Linked DNA regions of Drosophila melanogaster: regions 2 and 3 are each linked to region 1. The links are chromatin contacts, called in public Hi-C and targeted proximity ligation maps. All regions are on one chromosome and are shown on one strand. The core of a region is the stretch at or near the end of the contact, and the rest is flanking DNA. Distances in the headings are between cores, read along the strand shown. Region 1 holds the start of CG7341. Region 2 holds the start of lncRNA:CR45937 (long non-coding RNA:CR45937). Region 3 holds the start of hid (head involution defective).

Region 1 (3,995 bases), core at 592-3,091:
AATCGGATTTTCCAGAGTTTTTGGGAAAGCTGACAAACTAACTCTGCGCTCAGCTTGTGTTCGCCAATCTCCTTTGGAGCTTCTTCAAGAATGGCTTGCATGGCAGGCAGGAGTACCTCGAACATATCCTTTTCGTTGGTGCCCAGTGCAGCGGCGGCGGGCAGCAGATCCTTGAGAATATATTTTCCTGATTCGAGAGCGCCATCGGGTGACCTGCGAAAGACCAACGCCACCCGGTAGATGACGCTGCAAAAGTTCTCGCCCTTCTGGCTCACCGCCTTGATGTGAAAGTTCTCAACGCGAAGCATTTCACAACCATAAGCTCTCGCCAAAGCTCTCTCGAAGTATTCCGCACTGTAAATTTCCCGCTCCATAGTTATACGACTTTTCAGATGAGACCTCGCCAACCGACTGAGCCCATGTATGGTGCACTAGTTACGAAATTATCTCTGAATTACAAAAAGTATATCTGGAAGCTTTGCGGTTATCACTGCACGCATGATCAGCACAGAAAACAATTTACTTTTCACTTCAGATTCTTCACATCTTGTACATTTCAACATTGGTGAAATGGTTTCATTCACTTATTTAATAGTCACATGTAATACATAATTTACGCTGTAAATACGCTTAGGTTTTTCGATTTAAAACGCAATTTAACCCCTTTGTGAAGAAAACAGATAACGTTTTGGATGTTGTAAAATAGTCTTAGAATTTTTAAATTCGCAATTTTACAAGAAAAAAATTCTAAAAATATAATTTTATAAAAATAAAATTAATCTGATGAAGAAACTTTTCTACGTGTAGATCTAGAGAATATCCGTTTTGCGGAATTAAATAATAAAGTGTTCTGGTAAGCACACCCCAAACAAAGCGGAATTGTCGGCGGCTTAACTGAACCACTTGATAAAATTATAATTTATAAAAATTAGTTAAGTGGAGCCATTGAGTGGCCATCGGTTAAGTTTGTCGAAATTAAACTTTGCACACGGGGACATTGTTAAGATAATTGGAAAATCTTCATAGATATGCTAAGAGCAACGTGATGATATTCTTGAGTTGAAGATGATAAAGATAAGATTGCCTCACGGAAAAATTTTGAGGATTACATTTCAGGCTCAGCAATTTTCGGCTCTTCTACAAATGAATTCCTTAAAATATGCCTCACTATATTAAGCAGTCTTTAGATGATATAGTAAAGATAATGAAAAGAAAATAACGATAAGGAAATAAATATCATTTAAGATAAATAAACGGCTAAATAAATAAATAAGAGTTTAGTTTAATAATCGTTTAACTGGTAAAAAGAGATGTATTTAATATTCTGTATATGCGAGTACAGGTATAATCATATGAAGGAATGATTTCTGATTACATTGGGGAAGGATCATAATACATACGTATATCATACATCATACATCTTACATACATACATATATATATTTATATACATATATACATATATACATATATATATATGTATACAGAAATGCATGTTAAAAATATATGCATGTGAAACGAAAAAAACAAAAGTTCTTAGATGTTTTGTTCTATGATCATATTACAATGATACTTTCTTATTATTGTGAGAAGGAAGTATTTGTTTATTTGAACCCACCTTTGCGAATGTTTATTAAATCAACAAATATAAGCATTTGCATTGAATCACGCTTATTGCAGTAAGCACCATAAGTGCACGTTGAACTTTTAATCAGAATACATTATTTTATACACAATAAGCACGGGTTTAAAATGTAAATGCTGAAAAACATCTAAATATTTACAAAATTAAGAAAAGCATCGCGCTTACAAACTAGTTCCATGCAAACTGAACTGGTTAAATTGAGCCATATCAGCTGTTTTATCAAGTTCCTTCGAAACGATAAGCTGAACCACCAACAAATATTTTGTATTATCGATTCGTAAATTGATATCGAAATGAAAAATCGATTATTTAGCGGTTTCTTTAAACGCTGCATTACATATTTGTATTTTGGAATGCGTTTTTTAAGCTCTAAATTTGTGCAGCGAGCCTTTTCAATTCTTAACATAGCATTTGAAACTTCACAATAAATTAACGCCACACCTATATGTATATATTACTAAAACGTTTAAGCTAACTATAACTACTCAAAAGTGTTCTCCTCCCGTTTAAGGGCACTAAAGAAGTCGGTGTTGAGTAATTTGCTGGGATCAACTGTCACAGCCGACTTCACAGCCCTTTGGTCATCCGCATTCTTGACAATGCGTTTCCATTCGGAGAGGTCGTTGACTGGATTATTGGGCTTGGCCTCCAGATGAAGGGGTTTCAGCATGAAATGGGCTTTAACCAGTTGGTTTAACAAACGCACTAAATGACAGGAAAATATTTAAAAAGTTAGCAACGGAAAATATGGAATGTTGTTAGGTCATTTACAATGTATTGACTGAAAACCAAGCAGGTTCGCATGCTCGCTCCACCAGTTGCATATGAGGCTAAGGTAATGCTTGGTCGTCTCCTCGGAGTCGCGAAACAGACAGGTGAGGTAATACTCGTGAAAGACAAGGGACAGAAGGTGCACTGCGATGCGGGAGATCTCGCCAACTTCTTCGGTGCCTAAATAGAAAGCACAAATATTGATTCGTGTCATTGATCATATGAAAATGATTTTTTTTTAGCTCAAACGCACCTGCTTTCCTGCTGTGCAACATCCATTGGTGCATCACCTGGAAGACAATTGTTACCGCACTGAGGCACAACTTTACATAGCACTCGCAGCCTTTTCCTCGCTGCGTTGTACTTGAATTTGAATTTTGATTCGGGTTCGAAACAGACGCTGATGTCGATCCATTGGAGACCGATCCCTGCACAGCTCCTGTGGAGTTGAAGCTCAGACTGGTGCCTGTTTTCATCAGAGTACCATCGCTGGAGTCCTCGTCGCCATCGTCGGCAAAGTAAGGCAGCATTTCAAGTATGAAATCCGGTGGGTTTTTGAAGCACTCGAACGCGAATCGCACATGATTTCCTCCGATCTTGAGCAGCAACTGAAAGTAGTCCTGCCGCAGAGGAGTTTCACTAAAGAAGCATAGCTCGAGTAGGCCCGCGTAGACCTGAAGTAAACAGGAGTCGGGACCAAATCGATAAACGGAGCGAACGCGATCCGATACAAAGCAGTCCTTGGGACTATTCACACACATTTTATCCATAAGTTGGGGATGTCTAAGGCAGCTTAAAAAGCAGGAGCTAAGCTCAGCAAAAACCCAAGGACTGGGACGAGTAAAAACTAACTGCTTAAGCAGATCGAAGAGTAGCTCCTCGTTATGTTGAAGAAGGGCATTTTCTTGTAGGAGGCTATTTAGGAGTGAAGTCAAGGCTTCCAGCAATCCAAAGTGTTGGCCGACCTCGTAGGAAAATCCTAGTTTTGTGATAGCTTCAATAGCCATATCTAGCAGTCCCAGATCATTTTCTTTCCACTCCGTGAGACCTCTAGAAATCCTTTCCTCTCGCCGGCAAATCAAAGCCAAGGTAGCTATGAAGCGACGCAGCGGAACAGCCTTTTCGTTATCATACAAACAGCTCTGATGGGTCAGGGAAATGCGATGAACTTCCTCCTCTAGGTTGTGGGGATTGTAGGGATACAGCATGCAGTTGTGTGGAAAGTCCAAACTTTGAGCATACGAAGCAAACTCCGTGAATACCTTGCCGACCGACGAGAGTATTCTTGGCAGGAGGTTATCCACAGATTCCGGCTTTGCCTGCAGCCGAGCGTAATGAAGTAGCAGTTGCTTTAATTCCAGTTCAAAATGATTTCTTCGTTTCTTAGTCTGATCCTCATTTTCGCTGTATTCGAACACACTGCCATTATCGGTTTTCAGCCCGGGCACAGATCTGTGTATGTTAAGCCTATTCAAGCGAAGTGATAAGCGTTTCTCCAAAGGATCTGGAGCAGCCTGTAAAATGCTCATGCTGGAATTCATGCTTCTTTCATGGGCTTTTTGCTGTGTCTTCAACTTTG
Region 2 (3,995 bases), core at 644-3,143, 120 kb before region 1:
TTGCGGTCAAGATATTAGGGAATACAGGCAAGTCCTTCTGTCCAAAACGCGCATTTGATCACTTTTATAAATATTTGTTAAGAGGATTTTTATTCCAATTTTTTTATTTCAAATTGAAATTATTTAAAACTTTTATATTATACGAATATATTGAACTATTAATGCTACACATTATACATATGTTTTTAAGGGCTCTACTCTACTAATAAGCAAATTGAAATAGCACAATTAAATAATTTAAATTTACTTTGCTCTATCATCTTGACCGCAGGTGTGGCAGGAGCGAGATGGCAAGCAACCTTTAAATGCGGGCCGAGCAGCATCCAAACGTGATGCGATCGAAGGAATGGTGAGGGGGAATTCATGGGGGCAGGGATGTGTGGTGGGGATATAGTAGAGCCAAACCCAAGTCGCGATCAAGCCGTGCAGGCAGCAACTTGTCGAGACTCGCCCCCATACCCTTGGACGGACTCAAGTGCCTGACTGCCTGATTATGATCGGATCGGAGTGGTGCGCTATATGAGCTGCTCCCGCTGCTAATGCACTGAGAGAAGTCACCTCTATCCTACTTCCCTACAAATATGGCGCACATTGGGTTGACAACTAGCAACAATACACTTTTTGACACATTCTTCAATTTAAGCATACTATTTGCTGCGAAAGCCCTTTAAAGTGACAGAAAAGATTTAATTTTCAATCATATTTAGGTTAATTGTTTTAAGTGTAGGCCTGCTGCCGAGGAGTTGGTGCCTGTCTGCGTGTGTAATAAACATAATGATAATGCCCGCCGCTGTCCGAGTGGTTTGGCTGCCTTCTGCAGCTACCGTGGATGTAATTTACACTTACACTGCGGCTCAACGGTTTCTTTTTTTTTTGGGGCGGGGGGGGCCAAAGGGGCTGGCACTTCGGTCTTAGAGCCGAAGAAATGACACACTTTGGTAGAACCCACATCCAATAACTGCTAACTGATTCCGTTTGCTTTTCCTGGGTTGTGGGTAAAAACCATAAGCGAACGTGATCGAATGGAAAGCCCTCTGGCGGTCATTAGCCGAAGTTCGCTTAAAAGTAAAAGCCATCTGGCGTTTGTAAAAAGGGTAGGAAGTGGGCCTAATGTTCTAGGCTCCGAATAATGGGAGCGGCTTAATACAGTAGGCACTCTAATTGGTGAAAACCTATACTTAGGATAACTAATGCGAAGACGTTGATGCTTAAATCAAAAGAAAATAAAAACATCTTTATTTAAATTGAAAACTGAATTTACCGAGCAGTACCAATATTATTTTCCTTTTTTGTTTCCAATACTTTTTGCAGTCCGTACTGTACTTCTTGTTAAATTATTGCGCAATACCATAAACTCTAGTATATTCATTCCGCTGCATACAAATCAAATCATATTACCCTACGATTTTTAAGAAATATTGCCAAAACCGGGGCACAAATTAAACCAATATAAGCAACGCCCAACGAAGCAGGCCCTACTAAAACCTTGATTTAACCCTTGGGGCGGGCACTCAAAATGGATCGGAACTGAAATGAAACCAGCGAAAAAAGTCGAGAAACGAAGTGGTAAGCAAAACCAGCAGCTGAGTCCCTCAGGCGGCAGTTAATCAACAGTTTTTATGCAAAACTACTAAAGCACACACCACAAAAAAAAAAGTTCAGAAACCAGAACAGGGAAATGAAAAGCGAGCAATAACCCAGGCAGGCAAAAAAACAAAAAAAAAAAAAAAGATGAAGAAAAGCCAAAACGCACACCTCAAGTCCCCAAAACAAGTCAATATGATCGATCGTTTGCTTGATTAAGCCTAATTGAAAACGAAACTGCGGAGAGCCAGAGAATGGAAAGAACCTAAGGAGGAGAGCACCTACCTTCATGCTATCCCCGATCCGATATGATCGGATCCCCGCAGTCATGATCGCTTGCCTGGTTCTTCGGTCGGTCCGGTTCGGTTGGAGCGGTTTGTTCGGTCAGTGGAAATCCGAAATCGGTGGAAACCCACCAGACGGGCCCCACAACTTACTACAAGAATTTTGAAATCAAAACAAAAACGTAAAAGATCAACGCACAAAAAGAGCGCGCCACTGAATTTTGGCGGGAGACTACTGTACCGCTGGATCGGCGAGAATCAGTTGAACAAAACAAACCGATAAAACCGGAGGAGCCTGTAGTAGGCGTAGCCACTGCGCTGGTGGTGGTGTGGCGTGTGTAGAAGATCGAGAAGAACAACAAAATCAAAAAAGAAAACTGGTCAACTTAATCAAAGAGCGGAGAATCCAGAAGATTTGCTGCTCACAGATCTCCAAAGAGCACGACATTTTCAGAGAAATGCAGTCTTACATCGACGAAGAGACGCAAAGAGCAGCAAAGAGACGGAGCGACCGACCAGTGTTGCCGTGCAGCAGGTGGAAAATCAGAGAGCCAGATATCAAAACAAATTTCAAGCTGCCACGAAATACTGCTATCACGAGGAACTTGGCTTCAGAATTATTTATCTTGGAAATATTTAAATACATATGTATATTTAGGAAGATCTTAACTTAGGCTTATCAAATGTCTACCAAAGAACTTACACTAGATACATATTAGAAGACATTTAAAAATTTAAAATATGAGCATAATCTTTTAGTGTATAATTGTGAAATTAGTGAATATGAACATAACAAGCAATTTATACAAATATCCGTTATTTAAATGCAAGTGTTGGATAATAAAAATATTGCCTGATCGATTTCAACAACTATCCGCGGTCGGGCAATTAAGGAACCCTTAATTAATGGTCAATTAAGTACCTTCAACACATGTGTCAGTTGATAAGGAACTTTGGTGGCGGAACCTTTAGCACGGCCACAATTTTCCGCAAGTGAGGCGACCAGAGTCTCTCTACCGGTTTTTTTATTTGGTTTTTTCTCCCCTTTTTTTTTTGTCAACGAGAAAAAAGCGCGCCAAAATGATGCTCCTACTGGGGATTTATAGTCCTTCCTATGTATGTTGGGTGCCATAAAACCTGAAAAAGGACTGAGCGGCGTGCGGACAAGGTGGAATAAAGAAAAGGCTGCGTTTCCACTGGGGAGAGTGTAATAACCCCAAACGGACCCTCGATCCGTCTCCCTTTCTCTTTCTCTTCGTGTCTCTTTCTGGCTGAATTAATTTCACAGCAGAAGCGGAAAGGAGAAGGCCGACGAAGAAGGGAATAGCCGAAAGGAGGAGAACGAGAAGAAAACCAGGCAACGTTACTTGTTTCTTGAAGGGTCCACACGATCGCCCCACGACGTCAATTTGCAAGTTCTTCTTGGAGCCACAGAAACTCAGGCTGCAACTGCGAGGAACCCTCGCTGATTCGTAGCAGAGAGGGTCGATCGAAAGGTACTCGGTGATGGGAATAGTTTGAAGGTCCTTAATTCCCTTGACGGTAGAAATTTTAAAATATTATAAAAAATGGGGCCAATCGACGGTTAGTCAGCAAATAAGAGATGTACTTCTTTTACGATGTTACAAAACTTTCAAAACTACGGAGCAAGAAAGAAAAAATATATCTTAAATTAAAAAAAAAATAAAAACAAAGAAGGTTAAAGTGTAGAAACGTTATGTCTATAAGAACATACATGTATGTTACACATAAATAGTCTTCTGAACTAGTTTGAATCGTTGTTAACACTGTTGTGGAAATGAATCCTCTTAATCGCCATGAAAAGTTCAATGGACCCTCGCAAAGTGCGCAACATTTTGCGGACCGGGTTTGTAGTAGGTAAGCCGTGTTCCTCTTGTGTTTTGATTTTACGGCACAGATGTTTTATTTGCCACAACACACACGCACACAGCAACAAAAAAAGGAAGACAGGAGGGATGGAGCAATCCGAGGAGCGAGCAATCTTCTGTTTACCCTGCCACAGTCTTTCCTCATGATCCTCCACTTCGTGCCTTTTAATGCCTTTAATCCTAGCAAATAATACAAAGGAGAGAACTCTAGGACAAGTGTATGGAGGAATACGAAAAA
Region 3 (3,995 bases), core at 655-3,154, 73 kb before region 1:
ACTTACGTACATACATTTGTCGTCGAGTCGTTTAGCTTACGTGTTATCGCACTTTATCGGCATATTTTTGACCTCAATCTTAGTTTATTAAATAAAGAGAGTTTTTGGGTGAAAACAAAAAAGGTGTCAGGTAGGGCTAAAATCATTTTTGATTTTAAAAATTTAAGGTAATCATTTAAGGGATATGAACAAGTATAATAAAACTAGATTAAATGCAAGTGCATTTTCTTCAGAATTTTCGACGGGCCTCTTTTATTTTGAAATATGGGCTATTAAACTAGTTTTAGGTCTAGAATCTAATTTGTTTTAAATTATATTGCGAACATTTTATAATACCACATTATTAAGAGAGCTACTAGAGCTACATAGATACAAAGCTAATAAATGGATCTAAAGTAATGCCAGTTACGAGAATTATTTGCCGTAAAATTTAAATTAAAAGCCAAGAATTGTTTTACGCGTATTTCGTAATTTTTTTCAAGCGTTTTCGCGCGCAAAGTTGGGAATGACAGAGAAGGAAATAGAGAGAGAGAGAGAGAGAGAGAAAAGGAGAGGAAAAAGCCTGTTTGTATAATGTGTGGGAGGGAGAGGGGAAGATGCAGAGGAAGACAAGAGTAAGAGCGAAAACAGGTTTTTCATGTTGCACAGTCAATTTTTGATATATGGTGAAATTGATTAAATATAGCCAACATCCAAATCGGAAATGTAATTAGCTAAACTCCTTATCGTATATTCAAAAACACGTTTGAAATGTTTAATGTGAATGAACGCCAACTAAATAGTCTTTATTACATTGCTTGAATACCCAAAATATAAAACAATTTAATTTATTTTATTAAATACAATAAACTAGCTAATCATTCTCTGCATAAATGTACATACATACATACATATGTACATTCATTTAGCCAGTAAAACCTGAGCTAAGCAAGTTGGATCCTTTGTTAATCATGTTGCTATTTTTCAAATTTATATTCAAAAAAAAAGTATTGAACATTATAAAATTGTGAACTTCCCTTCTCAAAATATTTTAAAATGTGAGAAAGTAATCAAGCTTTGTCTAAAAACTCCCTTTTTTCTACTACCTTTTTAACTCATTTAATCCGCTCATAGAATATACTCCCATTTATCATACTCTTTCTACTCCGGTTTTTTGGCCTCTTAAGAACGCTTGCTCTCCCTCCGCTCTCTTGTTTAAACAAATACAAATCAAAACCGAAAGCAAGAGCAAAGTGCAATAACGAAAACCACAAGCAAAGAGTGTTGTACAATTGCAGTTTTTGTTTTGCTTTAGCGTTCGCTAGGCAGCGCAGTCGGATATACTGCCTCTTCGCTACTTCTGATGAGTTTTCTTCTTCTTCTGAATTTACCTGCTCGACAAGATCTTTGTGTACCCACACATACACGCGTACACAGCCTGCCCACACACTCTTAGTTGAAACGAGAAAGAACGTTTTGTAAGAGTACCAACTGAGACATACCCTTCACATTGTTTGTGCATCTAAATATGTACTTTATGTTGTAAGTAAATATGAGTTATAAAATAGTGTTACTTCAGCAATTAGTGCGCTGGTACAATATTTCAGTTTTTTCAGTATGCGAAAGCCAATCAATTAAATTTTTACAACCTTAAAATCTAGATATGTTAACTATGCTCCTTGATGCATTTATGTAGACGCAATTCATGGTCCGAGTATACTCTTCCTCACTCAGCTATTACAGGGTAGGTAAAGAGCGGGATTTTTTAAAATATTTTTTTTCTCTCAAGTGTGCCTCCTTCATGCACGTGCATGTGCAGGAGAGGGAGCGAGAGAGATTGCGATTGCACTGGCTGCGCGCCTACGCTGCCGCTCTGCCGACGTCGCGGTAGAGGCTCTGTTGCCGTAGTTTGAGGCCCCAGTGCGAACAGTTCATTTTTAGCCGCGGAGCCAGTAAGACGTGTTTCCTGCCCTCTTTCTTTGAGTCTGCGACACGTTTTAAGTGCTCTTCCATAATTGACAACAGCAAAAGCAAAGAATAAAAAAATAACAAAAAATAAAAAACGAAATCCATCGTGAACAGTTTTGTGTTTTTAAATCAGTTCTAAACACGAAAAGGGTTGATGAAAAACGCAGAAGAATCCGAAAAACTAACTAACCGAGCAAAAACTTGACTTGAGTGTTGTTTGACAAATCAGGAAAGATAAAAAACAAATCATAAGAAAAAACTGCACGAAAAATGAAAAAGTTTCTAATATTCAAAATCTTGCACAAGAAATACAAAATCAATTAAAGTGAACTCTAACCAAAAGTTGTACACAAAATAAAAAGCAAAACAAAGCAGCGAAGAACAATCACAAGAAGAGCAAAGTGCCAACAAAGTGCAGGAAGGAAGGAAGCGGATAAGGACAAAAAGGAAGCCAGCACACACACACACCCACACAATGGCCGTGCCCTTTTATTTGCCCGAGGGCGGCGCCGATGACGTAGCGTCGAGTTCATCGGGAGCCTCGGGCAACTCCTCCCCCCACAACCACCCACTTCCCTCGAGCGCATCCTCGTCCGTCTCCTCCTCGGGCGTGTCCTCGGCCTCCGCCTCCTCGGCCTCATCTTCGTCCTCCGCATCGTCGGACGGCGCCAGCAGCGCCGCCTCGCAATCGCCGAACACCACCACCTCGTCGGCCACGCAGACGCCGATGCAGTCTCCACTGCCCACCGACCAAGTGCTATACGCCCTCTACGAGTGGGTCAGGATGTACCAGAGCCAGCAGAGTGGTAAGTCTACAAAGATCTCAATTCTCCACTCTTAAGAACTTTGAAATTGTGTGGGTTAATCAGGATATCCATTTAGTTTACCTCAAATACATTTGCAGATACAAAAATAAGTTTCGATTCATATACGGTTATTAATTGCGAAATGTTTAAGAAGTTCCCACACAGAATAACTGCTTACGCATGTTGGTAATATATTTTCTAAAATGCTTATAACCAACACTTTATTTAAGCCCACTTGTTTTGCTATTAACAAGAAGGATTTTCATAGGATCTCCTTGTAAAAGTAAACAAAAAATGTTATTAACTTGAAATTGCTTAAAGAATAGTAAATTTATTTCTTTCGAAAAAACAGCATTTTAAATGTTTGAAGATATTTTCAAACTAATAGATTTGATCAATAAAAAATGGCGAACAATTTTTTTCTATACAAGCGACTTTAAAGGTTTCATATTTTTGATTACCGCTTTTAATATCATTTAGTTTAGTTTAAGAAAGTTTCTGGACAGCCGGAGGGTTTCCCTCATTTTAAAATGGGTCAGCAATTAGCCAAGTTGTGACGTTATTTGTTAACTGCTTCAGTTCCCCTTGTGCAAGTTTCACTTTTCAAGGTTGTTGATTCATCCAGTTTCGAGTAACTGCGTCAACTGCATCCAGGTTGTTTTTGTTTACTTTTACCCAGTTTTTTTTTTATTTTATATATGGTCAATTCAGCACTTTGTCAGCTTATCAGCAAAAAAAAAAGTGTAAAAGGCAGAGCGGAAGGCAAATTTCTCGGCCACATTCGAAAGGAAGCCGAAAAAACGGTAATTCAATAAAAATTAATCGAACAAGTTCAAAAAGGGGAAAATTGAGAAGTAATTGAGAAGTTTCGATTGGAGGAGAGAGCAAACTTAATAAACGAAGTCACAAAACTGCAAAAACTCAAAATCATGTGGGGAATTACTGGATCAAATTCCCAAAGTGGGAATCTTACAAATTAAAAAATTTTGTATTGAGACAAAAATCTACTTATGTTATAAATAAATGAAAATAAAGTAGAAATGGTGATAACTAGCTCGATAAATCACATTAAGATCAATTTCCTTCGGTCATGATTATCTAAACTAGGCTGATAAAACTTTTAGTGTGCTATGGCTTTAAGAAAGAAACGCCGAGACACATGCAAGACAACTGCCGAGTTGGCTGTCATGCGATATTGTTCGTAAATATGGTCAAAAAATTGGGCGTGTGCTGGACCAGCAA

The links. A called contact is a pair of places that touch in the nucleus more often than the background predicts.
Region 2: a contact with region 1 is called in a targeted proximity ligation map of the Kc167 cell line, with 4 times the contacts expected there. A contact is called at or near these places in 9 of 107 Hi-C or Micro-C datasets (the Kc167 cell line, central nervous system, embryo and 3 more) and 3 of 7 datasets of targeted methods (all in the Kc167 cell line).
Region 3: a contact with region 1 is called in a Hi-C map of the Kc167 cell line, with 2.3 times the contacts expected there. A contact is called at or near these places in 1 of 107 Hi-C or Micro-C datasets (the Kc167 cell line) and 2 of 7 datasets of targeted methods (both in the Kc167 cell line).

What each region holds. Positions count from the first base shown.
Region 1 is chr3L:18,110,805-18,114,799 of dm6, reverse strand. It overlaps CG7341, which reads right to left and starts at 1,841. Exons shown (of 2, transcript NM_168763.2): 1 at 1,619-1,841. mus304 (mutagen-sensitive 304) reads right to left here. Exons shown (of 4, transcript NM_079411.4): 2 at 2,670-3,995; 3 at 2,417-2,596; 4 at 1,953-2,350. The coding sequence ends at 2,127. CG32195 reads right to left here and starts at 1,841. Exons shown (of 4, transcript NM_168762.4): 1 at 1,619-1,841; 2 at 43-431. The coding sequence starts at 374.
Region 2 is chr3L:18,232,658-18,236,652 of dm6, reverse strand. lncRNA:CR45937 (long non-coding RNA:CR45937) reads left to right here and starts at 1,893. Exons shown (of 1, transcript NR_133264.1): 1 at 1,893-2,407.
Region 3 is chr3L:18,183,550-18,187,544 of dm6, reverse strand. hid (head involution defective) reads left to right here and starts at 1,904. Exons shown (of 4, transcript NM_079412.4): 1 at 1,904-2,753. The coding sequence starts at 2,423.